Linked DNA regions of Mus musculus: region 1 is linked to region 2. The links are chromatin contacts, called in public promoter capture Hi-C maps. All regions are on one chromosome and are shown on one strand. Each heading gives the region's core, a stretch centred on a gene start, on an enhancer-like site or on the middle of the called end of the contact. The rest is flanking DNA. Distances are from core to core; before and after follow the strand shown.

Evidence for each region. Promoter capture Hi-C pulls out the DNA fragments that hold promoters and counts their contacts.
Region 1: a promoter capture Hi-C map of cranial neural crest shows a contact between it and region 2. The contact joins the promoter of Nln here to the promoter of Ccdc125 in region 2.

What each region holds. Positions count from the first base shown.
Region 1 is chr13:104,108,155-104,113,598 of GRCm38.p6, forward strand. Nln (neurolysin (metallopeptidase M3 family)) reads right to left here and starts at 1,460. Exons shown (of 13, transcript NM_029447.2): 1 at 1,262-1,460. The coding sequence starts at 1,302. It overlaps Sgtb (small glutamine-rich tetratricopeptide repeat (TPR)-containing, beta), which reads left to right and starts at 1,587. Exons shown (of 11, transcript NM_144838.2): 1 at 1,587-1,815; 2 at 2,916-3,035. The coding sequence starts at 2,936.
Region 2 is chr13:100,665,767-100,671,654 of GRCm38.p6, forward strand. Ccdc125 (coiled-coil domain containing 125) reads left to right here and starts at 3,715. Exons shown (of 12, transcript NM_183115.5): 1 at 3,715-4,085. It overlaps Ak6 (adenylate kinase 6), which reads left to right. Exons shown (of 5, transcript NM_027592.3): 5 at 61-649. The coding sequence ends at 253.

The DNA.
Region 1 (5,444 bases), core at 210-2,709, 3.4 Mb after region 2:
GTGAGCCACCATGTGGTTGCTGGGATTTGAACTCTGGACCTTCGGAAGAGCAGTCGGGTGCTCTTACCCACTGAGCCATCTCTCCAGCCCGAATGTCCCAGTTTTAATTGTATATGGTTAACTATCGGTAGATATAATCGACAACAACAAAATTAATGTTCCTAGGTTTTCAGCAATTTTTAAAGGTAAAGGGGTCTTAATATTAAAAAGTTAGAAAAGAGAGCTAGCAGCGTTATAATGGAAATTTATTCTCTCTTCTTGCTTTCCATTAAATGGAAAAAAGAACTTCATTTGACAGCTTTACCACTTCCAGCCTGGAGACCAGAAAACAACAAACCTTGCTCAAATAATGGTCACAGTCATCAGGTGAACTCTGAAGAATCACTATTGTCCCCTGGGTGCACAAGGGCTAAGGAACACAGTGATCCACGCAGATGAGTGGCAAAGCACAATAGAAAATGACGAAAAGCAGAAATGCTGATGGTTGAAATAGTTGTGTGCACATCTACAAACCCCACAAAGTTCTTTTTTCCCCGTTGAACTTTCACATGAAATTTCAGTGTAAGGCAGATTTGGCAATGGGAGGTGGTGGCGGCTTTGTTCCCGAAAACCCGGCATATCCGTGCAAAGAATTTAATTCTCTCACCATTTTGCTACTGGTCTGTTGCAGAGGGGTGTGGTTAGAGCGCTAGGAAGCAATTCAAACCGTGTCCAAGCAACAATTCTGGACCAAGTCAATTTGCCAGGTTAAGAGATCGAATGTTTTAAGGAAGGAGGGATATAAAAATGAAGTTAGAAAGCAAGGACGGAAATAAGTATGAAAACCAAAGCGGTCTCGGGTGTATATTAAACGCCTGGACCGCTAACAAGTGCATGAGGTGCGTACGAAAATGCTTGCTTTCTGGAGTCCACAGCTGCGGCACTCTCTGTATCAGGTCCGCAGGTCTGAAGGGCGCGTCGGTCTATCCTTCCGTATTTATTTTGGGTTGGGTCTGTGAACCCAACAATTCTCACAGACTGCGGCTGAAGCAATCCCAAACAAAGGGGAAAGGACGGCCTCCTGGGGGAAGCGGCAAGGGAAAGGTGGCCCCAGGTTGCTGCACCAGGTGTCCCTACAGAGTCCATCAAGCAGGCAGAGGGAAAGAACAGTCCCAGAGGCATCCTGGGTGGGTGTAGTAGGGCTGCACCAGGCCCCACGGCTGTCGTCGACAGACGACCCCACCCTTGCCCACGGTCAAGGTTAACCCGCCCACTAGAGTACCTGTGGAGGCCTCGCAGAGCCGAAAGGCACAGGGTGATCATGGGCAGGCCGGGAGGCCGGCAGCAGCTGGCGCGTGGTCCTCCGGCTTGGTAGGTGCAGGAGGCGGGCGGTGGAGTCTGCGAGCCCGGAAGCCGAGAGCGGGCAGAGCGGAGCAGACCAGATCTCGAGACTGAGGCCGCTAGCCAGCGCCCTCCCACGTGCTGCAGGCCCACGCCTACGCCGTGGCCCCGCCCCTAGCCCCGCCCCGCATCCGGCTCCGTCCCCGCCCCGAGTCCATCGCCCCGCCCCTCTCTCTGCCCCGCCTCCACCCCACCCCTCCGTGCCCTGCTCCGCCCCTGGGGCGGATCCAGCAAGCACTGTCGTCCGAGAGCCTTGCGAGCAGCCGGGTGGGCTGAGGGGGCGGCGGCGGCGGCAGCATTGGAGCGGGGGAAGTTTGGGAGCCGTGGCCCCCTCTGCGATCCAGAACACCGCTCAAGCCCCGAGGACCGCGGGGACAGGCGGACCCGCTTCCCGACGCCCCCGGGCCCGCAGCCGTCATCTCGTGTCCTCTCGTGGTAAGGGGCTTCTCTCTGGAAAGGGTGCGTCTCCCGCAGCCCCAGATGGAGGCCTGCACCGCGCACCCCCTGCAAACACTGTCTGGGCTGAGGCAAAGCCGGGGTACAACGGGGAGGGAACCATGGGGGTGGGAGGTGGATGTGATTGGAGATGTAGGAGGGGAAGCTTGGAGGAGGTTGGACAGCTCTCCCCACCCCCATTCTGTTTCCCTCTTCTGCCCCGGGTCCTTAGTCAGAGAGTGAAATAACCTCTCTGGCCTAGGGAGTAGATTCGCCTTTAAAAGAAGTACAAAGCTAATAAACATCCTAGAAGCGGGTACCACACCCTGGCTGTGAATTAGGGATCCCGGGGAGCAGATTGCTGATACGATTTAGTGGAAATAAGCCATTAATGCCACCTGGCCCTGCGCCACTGTTTGGATGCATAGTATTCCATGTGAATGAACGCGGCCAGGAGCTTCCAGCTTGTCCACGAGAGCACAGCTACTGCAGGCAGGGGCAGATCGGTTTGTACTATCTATCGGGTTAGACGGTGATTTCTGACCAGTGTACTGATTAAATAGAAACGCCGGGTTTTAACAATAACACTCAATGGTTGAATAACCTTTCCACAGAGCCTTGTCGTCAGCAAGTGACTCTTAACCTACAAAAGTAGTAGAGTATAAATGATTAATACATTAAAAAAAATCTCTTGGAATAAAGGAAGATGCTCTCACTATGGCTCACATTCTGAGTCAGCAGTACGAGATCTCCCTCAACTTAGAAGCGAGGCCTTTCAAGGGTGATTCTCCATATGTCTGCACTCCTATACTTTCTTGTATCTGTATCATATATGCTGTTAAGACACGGTGAGCTCTAGGCGTTGCTACACATGTTTTGAAAATCTGTCTTTGTTATTTTTATTTTTTTACTGATGCAAGCTTTAACATAGTTGAATAGTGCTGGGTCTGAATGAGCATGTGGAATACATGACTATAACCACTTGTGCTTTCTGGACCCTTTAAAGAGAGAAAAGTAATCAAGGTAATGAATATTTTTGCTTTTATTGCTTTGAACTTGGTGGATGACCCTTGTTATTTTCTTCTTCTTTTTTAATCAAGGAGATATTTAAGCGTCTAAAATGTCATCTGTGAAGCCCCTAGTTTATGCAGTTATTCGTTTCTTGCGGGAACAAAGTCAGATGGATGCATATACTTCTGATGAACAAGAAAGTTTGGAAGGTAGGCACCTATTGTTTGTGTCCTAATTTTGTAAAGAAATACTAAAATAGCTACAATCCAAAGCTTATGGTTTTTAATAACAAAATCAGAATATTTTGTTGAGAGGCTTAACTAGATATGTTATTTCCATTTTTTGAGGTTTGTTTTAACTAATAGGAAATAGGACTATTTGTCTACTGAAAAATTACTGTCAGAAGTATGTCATTCATATTTTAGGGAAGTTTTTCATCATGGGAACATTATCCCCAATGAACAGACTAGGAAATTAGATTGTTTAAGCAGCAGAACGGCTACCATGTAACAAAGCTGATGTTTACATTCAAATCTATACTTCAAAGATTTCCCCCTATTTTCCTAATAGCAAAGAATCTCATTCTGAACATACGAAAATACCTTAGTCATGGCAATAGCACCGTGTTAAAAACAAAACAACTCAGTAATTAATTAGTACTGTTACCGAACTCTAGCAAACGGTGCTTTGGAGGATGAGAGAATTTCGCCCTTGTTTTCCGTGAGCTTTAAATCTTGGATTCAGTAAAGCTAAGCAGGACTGGAGGAGCACCATGGCATTTCCTTGACGCCATCACTTCATGTTTATGCATTATAAAATTTTAACTCGGTATAGCCATAAGAAGGCAAAACGATATAGACAGGCTGGTGAAAGTTCAGTGAGCCTAGCTTCCTTGTGGTCTGCAGACTTAATTATCACAATGGGAGCACACTGGGGAGAGCTTAATAAATAGCAGGCAGGTTGGAATTCCCTTCTCCGAGCTGCCTCTCCTATAGAGGGGATCATCTATTAATTCTGTATACTTCCTTTGTCGACATGCTTTAAGTTAGATGTACATCAAAGTTGGGTATTTGTTCCTCTGGTGAGATGATGTCTTTCCAGGCGACAATGAGAGGAGGGGGTGAGGCACAGTGGGAGGACATTGCAAATTCGCCCATTTAATATTAAGGTCTTTGTCCTCTCTGATCATCAGACCTCGGGAAAGATAAAGGTAGTTTGGCTATCAAAGGAAAGTCTTGATTGCAGTTGCTCTGTAGCAACAGAGGAAGGCAATCACATAATTAAAAAAAGATATTTCTCTTCTCGTCTAAGGCAGTATGATGTTTTTTTTATGAAGAAGAAAGAAAATCGAGAGTATTTTAAAAACCAAGATGTTATGTCCTATTTTTAGAGTGGCATTCAGCCAAAAATATGTGCCTTCAGCTGTTTGTTATATATGAAGTCAGAAATGGTGCCAATTGTTTGTGACTGACCCCTATTTTTGACTCTGTGAGTCTAATTTAATTGAACATGAAATCATGTGGAGTTGTCTGCCCACCTTCTAGACATTTAAAAAAGCCTTAGGGAAGGATGGGTTGTTGGAGCAGCAGCTTTCCCACTGTGCGGAGCCCCGTTCTACCAGCTTTGCTGTTTGTCCCCAGAGTCCTGATTGTTGTCCTCTCTGACGTCCTCTCTGTTTGTTGTGGTTTCAGCATCCTGTCAGTCACTCTCGTCAGTCACGCTAGAAAGCATTACTTCAGTCGTCAGTAACTCCTTCCAATCCCGACAAACTCCCGGAAAATTCTTGTCTTTCTCTTCCACTGGCCTCTTGGGTTTTTCTGCTCCTCTGATCTCAACCGCTTGGTTGTACAGCAGATCAGTGTTTCTGAATTCAGGGGAGTCCTGTAAAGTCCGGAGACATGTTTGCATGTCACCACCTTTGGAGAGGCTGGTATTATGGCTTCTCATGGGTAGAAGCCGTAGATGATGCTAAACACTTGACAGTGCACCAGACAGCTCTTGAGAACAAGGAGTTATCTGATCTAAAGTGTCAGGGTGATGAGAGTTAGAAACCTTTTCCTAGACTGTATCATCCCCAGTTGTATTCCACTGGCCATCTCTGCTCTCAGCACTTTCCTCCTGGCTCCTACTGCCTGCGTTTCTAGCACCCTTCCTCCGCGATCCGTCGTACCCCAACAATTCTTTGACCAACCTCTCCAGTCTGCTGATCCCATACTTTCCCCTACCTCTTTCTTACGTGTCTTAAATTCTGTGGTGCATAGTTATGATATTTTCTTGTATTATTTCTCCTGTCTTGAAATAACTGAACCTTATTTAATTTTAACTCTCTACCGACTCAGTGTCTATATCCGCCTGACGATAAATTAATGGAGCGAAATGTACAACTTTGATGACTGGCTATATCCATTCATGACTGTGTACCTCAAGCAGACCTTTAATGCTGCTGGGTGATCAGAGTATTTGTTACTCATTCATTCATTCATTCATTCATTCATCCCTTACTGCCCTACGTGTCATTTTAATATGTTCTTTCATCTTCTGAATCCCCAGACTTCCTTTTCAGCCTTTACCCTTATATGCTTCCTTCACCATAAAAAAAAAGAATAAATAATAATAAA
Region 2 (5,888 bases), core at 2,465-4,964:
TCTTGAAGCAATAGTTAATGCTTAGTTAGTATGTTTACTTAACCTCTCTTTGCCTTCCAGGGGTTATAATGAGAAGAAACTACAAGACAATATTCAGTGTGAGATTTTTCAAGTTCTTTATGAAGAAGCCATAGCATCTTACAAAGAAGAAATCGTGCATCAGCTGCCCAGTAATGAACCAGAACAGCTCGAGGACAATATCAACCAAATCTCAAAATGGATTGAGCAGTGGGTCAAAGATCATAACCCTTAACTTAGACACTGGCTAGCCAGGCACCACCTCCGTCCATCGTCCCAGATCTTAGGAGGCAGCAGCTGGTCTACACAGTGAGTTCTAGGCCAGCCAGGGCTGCACAGTAAGGCTCTGTTTCAAAGGGAAAAAAGAAAAAGAAAAAAAGCCTGGCTACCGTCACTCAGTCCACATAGTAGGAACACGGGAGGATGAGCAGAAGAAAGCTTGTGTCGCAGCTCTAGCTGCTGCCTGGATTTCTTTTTCTCCGTGAGAAACCTTACACAATCTCAGATATGAATATAACTTATTAAAGATTAAAAGTTGTCTTCAAATTGAATTGATAATAAATCTGGTCAATGGATACACATCTCTTTAATAGTAGGTGATCTCTTAGATAAAAATGGAAAATTAAAGATACATGGTCAGTATTGCTTTTATTTTGAAAAAATTAGAGGGGTGGGGTGGGGCTGCTGAGATGGCCGAGTAAGCACGAGCACCGGACCAAGGCTGAGACCTGAGTTCCGGACCCCACACACACACGACGGACGAGAGAACCAGCTCCCACTGGGTCTCATCGTCCGACTAACGCATGCGCGCTGGCATGTGCGCTCCCTCTCTCACACACACACAATGAGAAGTAGGCTTAAATAATTTGAGGGCTGGTGAGATGGTACCGTGGATAAAGTGCTTACCGCGCAAGCATGAAGACAAGCGTTTGGGTTGTAAACCCAGCATGGGGACAGAACAGTCCCTGGGACAAGCTGGCTAGCTAAATGGCTGGCATTGGCTAGCTCTGGGTTCAGCCCGCGGCTGCAGGAGTAAGAGAAGTCAAGAAAGACGGCTGACACCACACACTACGGGTTTTCCCTTTGGACTAGCGGCTGTGGGGAGCCGAGGAAGAGCCCAGTGAGTGGAGTCTGAGTACATGGGTACCAGCCATGGGCAGAGCCACGCTCTGGACCCCATAGCCTCAGACCCCTAGGAGAGCCTTCATCCCACCCCACCGCTGAGGCTCAGAGGGATGGCAAGCCTTCCTGTGGTGTATGTGGATGTTGACCATGCAGAAATGTCCCCATAACTTTCTCCCCTGGGTATTTATGGCATAGAGGCTGGTCTGAGATTAGGTCAATCTGTCTCCTTGATCCAGTTGCCTATCATACCCACTGCCTCCTTTCTTGTCTGTGCTAACTCCGCACAGTTCAGCTGTGTGCAGTAGCTCCCAACACGGGGAGCTACAGGGTGCTGAGGTTTCTCCATCACAGGGCCCAATCCACCTCATAGCCCGCTTGTCTGTCTATCGTCCGTCTGTCTGTCTTCATTCCCTTGCCACTCCTAGTCAGATCTGTCCCTGGAGCTACCCTGGATACTTGTTCTGTATACAGAATTTGGTATAAATGTTAGACTAGCCTTCTAGCCCACCTCTTTACTCAGATCACCTCCCTCCTCCCTCTAGGAAACAATGTTACTGGCTTCTGGTATATTGCAGAGATTTGGTGCCTATAAAATGTGTGTATATACACTTTTTATAAAAATAGTAATAGGACTGAGAAAATGGCTATCAGTAAAGTGTTTGCAAAGACAAGACTTCCATTCCCAGAACCCACCTTTTTAAAAAGATAGGTTTGGTGGCAGGCACTTGCTTATTAACTGAGTGCTGAAGAGGTGGAAACAGGTGGCTCTCTAGCTCTGGGGCTAGCCTAGCCTACTTACTTCATGCATTCCAGGCTGAAGTCTTAAAAATAAGGTGTCTTATTTTTTTAAATATTTTATGTCTTAAAAATAAGATGTGAGGTGCCTGAGGAATAGTCTCCAAGGTTGTCCCCTGGCCTCCATGGGCACACACATACTCTGTATTTTAATTTATGAGAGGATTGTATCATCTCAGAAAATACAAACCTCTCAATTATATTTTAGATAAATTTTTACCATCTTAAAATTCAGATTTAATAGCCCAGCATTAGTGGCACATGCCATTAATCCTAGCACTAGGGAGGCAGAGGCAGATGGGCCTCTCAATTTGAGGCCAGACTGGTTTACAAAGCAAGTCCCAGGACAGCCAGGATAAAGAAACCCTGTCACAGAAGAAGAAAAAAAAAATCTGATTTAAGATTTGGTGACTTTGCCGGGCAGTGGTGGCGCACACCTTTAATCCCAGCACTTGGGAGGCAGAGGCAGGCGGATTTCTGAGTTTGAGGCCAGCCTGGTTTACAGAGTGAGTTCCAGGACAGCCAGGGCTACACAGAGAAACCCTGTCTTGAAAACAACAACAACAACAAAAAAAACAAAAAACAAAAAAAAAGATTTGGAGACTTAAATGTAGTCTCGGGGTGTGGCTCAGTGATGGCAAATGTTTAGATGTACAAAACCTGGCTTAGTCACTCACTGTTCTACTGCTGTGAAAAAACACCGTGACCAAGGCAACTTATAAAAGAAAGCATCTGATTGGGAAGTTTGCTTACAGTTTCAGATGGTGAGTCCACGGCCATCATCGTGGGGAGCACCGCTCTGGAACAGTAGCTAAGAGCTTACACCTGACCCACAAGCAGAAGAGAGAGACTGGTCCACCTTCAGTGACACACCCCCTCCACCAAAGTCACACCTCCTAATCGGTCCCAAACCTAGTAGTTCCACTAACCAGAGACTAAGCATTCGAAAAATATAAGCTTATAGGAGCCATTCTCAAACAAACCGTCACAAGCTCACTGTGATTACCAGCACTTCAAAAAAAGACACACTTCACATCTGTTAAAAGAGTTGCTTGTGTGTGCGGTGTATTTGTAGAATAGACGAATGTAAGTACATGTGTGCACGTGTTAATGGACCTTGCAGTTCACACCAGGTGTCTTCTTTTCTCCATCCCCCTACCCGCCCGCCCCCATGCCCAGGAGTCCTGATATATTAGTTTTAATTAATCAATTTTCCGGTGGACATACGTTTGCAGATTTTTACTATCACAAACACATGAGTGATAACATATATTAGTATGCCGGCAGTCTGAAACATGTTTTTTAATGAGCTTTGAATTCACACAGCCACTCCTGGAAGTAGTGCACTAGTTTCAACACAGGTATAGAATCACGTAGCTAGGTGATTGCATGAAGTTTATGAGAAAGACTCCCAAGATAAAATCCGTTCTAAGTCGGATTTTCCTCATGTCTAAGTAACTAAGGACAATACAGACTAGACTGGCTCTAGTCTGCGAAGTTCATTAGTGCCAGAGAAGGATCTGATGTCTATTTCTACCAGAGTAATCTTCAAGCCTGGGAAAGTGTTTGAAAATAACAAAGTCTTCGGTTAAGGGTATTGGCACAGAGAATTAGAACACAACCATTTCAACAAGGTCATGAAGTTGATCCAGTATGGCGGATGGGTTAGTGCGAGGTAGCACCTGTGATAGGAAAGGAGCAGGGGTCGCTCTCCAGGCATTGCCTCCCGCTCCGCCTGTGCTTCAGCGCTCCCTCTGGCCCAGGCTGCCTTCAGGGTTCCTAACCGGGCTTTCTAATGCCGAAAGCCGGTGTTCCGAGATCTACCTCTCCGGGAACCCCAGCTCCGGCACACTTTTCTCTTAGGGGGTTCCTGAAGTCCCAAGGTTGGGACTCATAATTTTCCATGTATTGACGCTCACCTTGCCCCAGTCTGTTCTAAATCTCAGACTTTTATTTGCCCGTCGGTTTGTCCATCCGGCTTTGGAGCTGAAGTTGGAGGAGGGCAGCTAACATCCGGTTGCACGGAGGCACGGATACTGGGCTCAGGAGAGCTGAAGCGCCGCTGGCCCACCCGGACCTGGCGATCCTTTCGGGTCCCCTGCGGTGGTCGTGCAGTCACGTGGCCCGAGGACGCGTGGCGGAGTGGGGTGAGCCTCTGAAGGGGCGCGCGGGCTGCGCAGCGGAAGGTTCGATCCTTGGGACGGATGCGCAGAGTGCCAGCGTCAGGCCAGGACACCGGGAACCCGCGGTGGGGAGGGTATGGAGCCGAGCTGCCCAGGAGTGGAAACTGCAGGTGGTGGTCAGACTAGCAATAGGGCTCCTTTCCCCACATAGAGCCAGCCATTAATGGTCTGACACCGAAGAATACCGATTTCAAAAACTCTGTTTCTGTCTTTTCTTGCTATTATTTAACTATTAGTTTTGAGCCATAAAGCTGTAACGCACTAAATGCTATGCAATATCCTGGTTTCAATATCTTGAAACAAAAAGGAACGAACAAAAGCCCTCGAGAAAAACAGGAAATCTACGGAAGTGTGTGGTTTAGTTTAACCTGCGCTGGTGTCTTTGTCTCAATTTTTGATAAATGTACCCTGATGCTAACTTTAGAGGAATTTAAGTGACGGGCATAGAGGTCTAAATCTTTGCAACTTATTGTAAATCTAAAATTATTCTAAAGCTAAAAGTTAATATATACAGCCCACAGCAAAGAGAAGCGGCTCATGGTTCACCAAGGAGGGTTTATGTTAGTTTTTTCCCCACCAAGCCGGACAGGACAGGAAGTAGGTAGCTGTTTGATCAACTTGTTTGCTAAAAGCAAAGTTGTCAGGCTGGTGGGGGTAGATCCTGCTGCCTAAGTTTTTCCCTTTGGAATGTGTCCTCTCTCATTTCGCTTCAACAAATATCTTGGAGAATCTGTTAGATGTGAGCAAATGAGACATACCTTTATTGGAGCCATGGAATGTGTTAGGGTAAGAGAGGGACATCCTTAGATCTGTTTAAAAAGTATTGACTCAGCACGGTGTGTAGGGTGGCTCTGTTGGTTCAGGCCAGAAGTTATCATAAATTCAACTAGGAAATTCAAGTGCAAAGGATATGATTTGGGGAGATATTTGTGAGACTTGAAGACTTGGGGATTAAAGGCATGTGAGGATCAAAGAGAAAGGGGGAAATTGATTCCAAATTTACTTGATGCTTTTGAAACATAGATGACACATTTGACAAAATAGAGAACCCTAGAAGAGACCCGGATTGGGAGTGGGGAAAGAAACGAACTTGGTTTCAGTTGTATTAGGATTGTAGGCAGAATGTCCGGCTGGAAACGTGTGTTTAAGAGTGGTAACAGTGGAAGGCAGCCTATCCAGGAGGAGCCAGAAGAGAAGGAGCCTTGGAAGGCACAGAGGTGGCCCTCCTGGCAAAAGGGCAGGAGCTGCTTTGTTGCTTGGTTGAGAAGCCCTGGTGTCCCAGAGAGCAGATGTGGGAAGTTAAAGTGTCAGAGCTCCTACAGAGGCTTTGGGGGTGGGGCTAAATCTTGGCGTTAGCAATCAGCAGGTCACTATTTTTCAGTTATTTTAGTGAAAAATAGGAATATTGCTGACAGTCTATTCATGCTTGCCCTTCCCCAAGTGTCCAGAGGACCAGACAGGGATGGATATGATTTCTAGTCCTGGCTATACTGACCGGTTATCTGTGTTATTTGGGCAAGTCATGTATTCTTGGATTAGGAAAAATATCTCTCAACAAAATCAAAAGAACCCTTTTATGTCTAGAAATATTAATAGGGTGGAGGAATGTTCCATGGAATATGCTTTGCAAAATGCTGATACATAAACAGAAGTTTAATACTCTAAAAAATTTTTTTTTTAATTTATATGTTGTAATCTCACTTAAAAAGTAGATAAACTGGTACACAAATTCTTCCCTTTCCTGAGGGGATGCGATCTTACTATGTC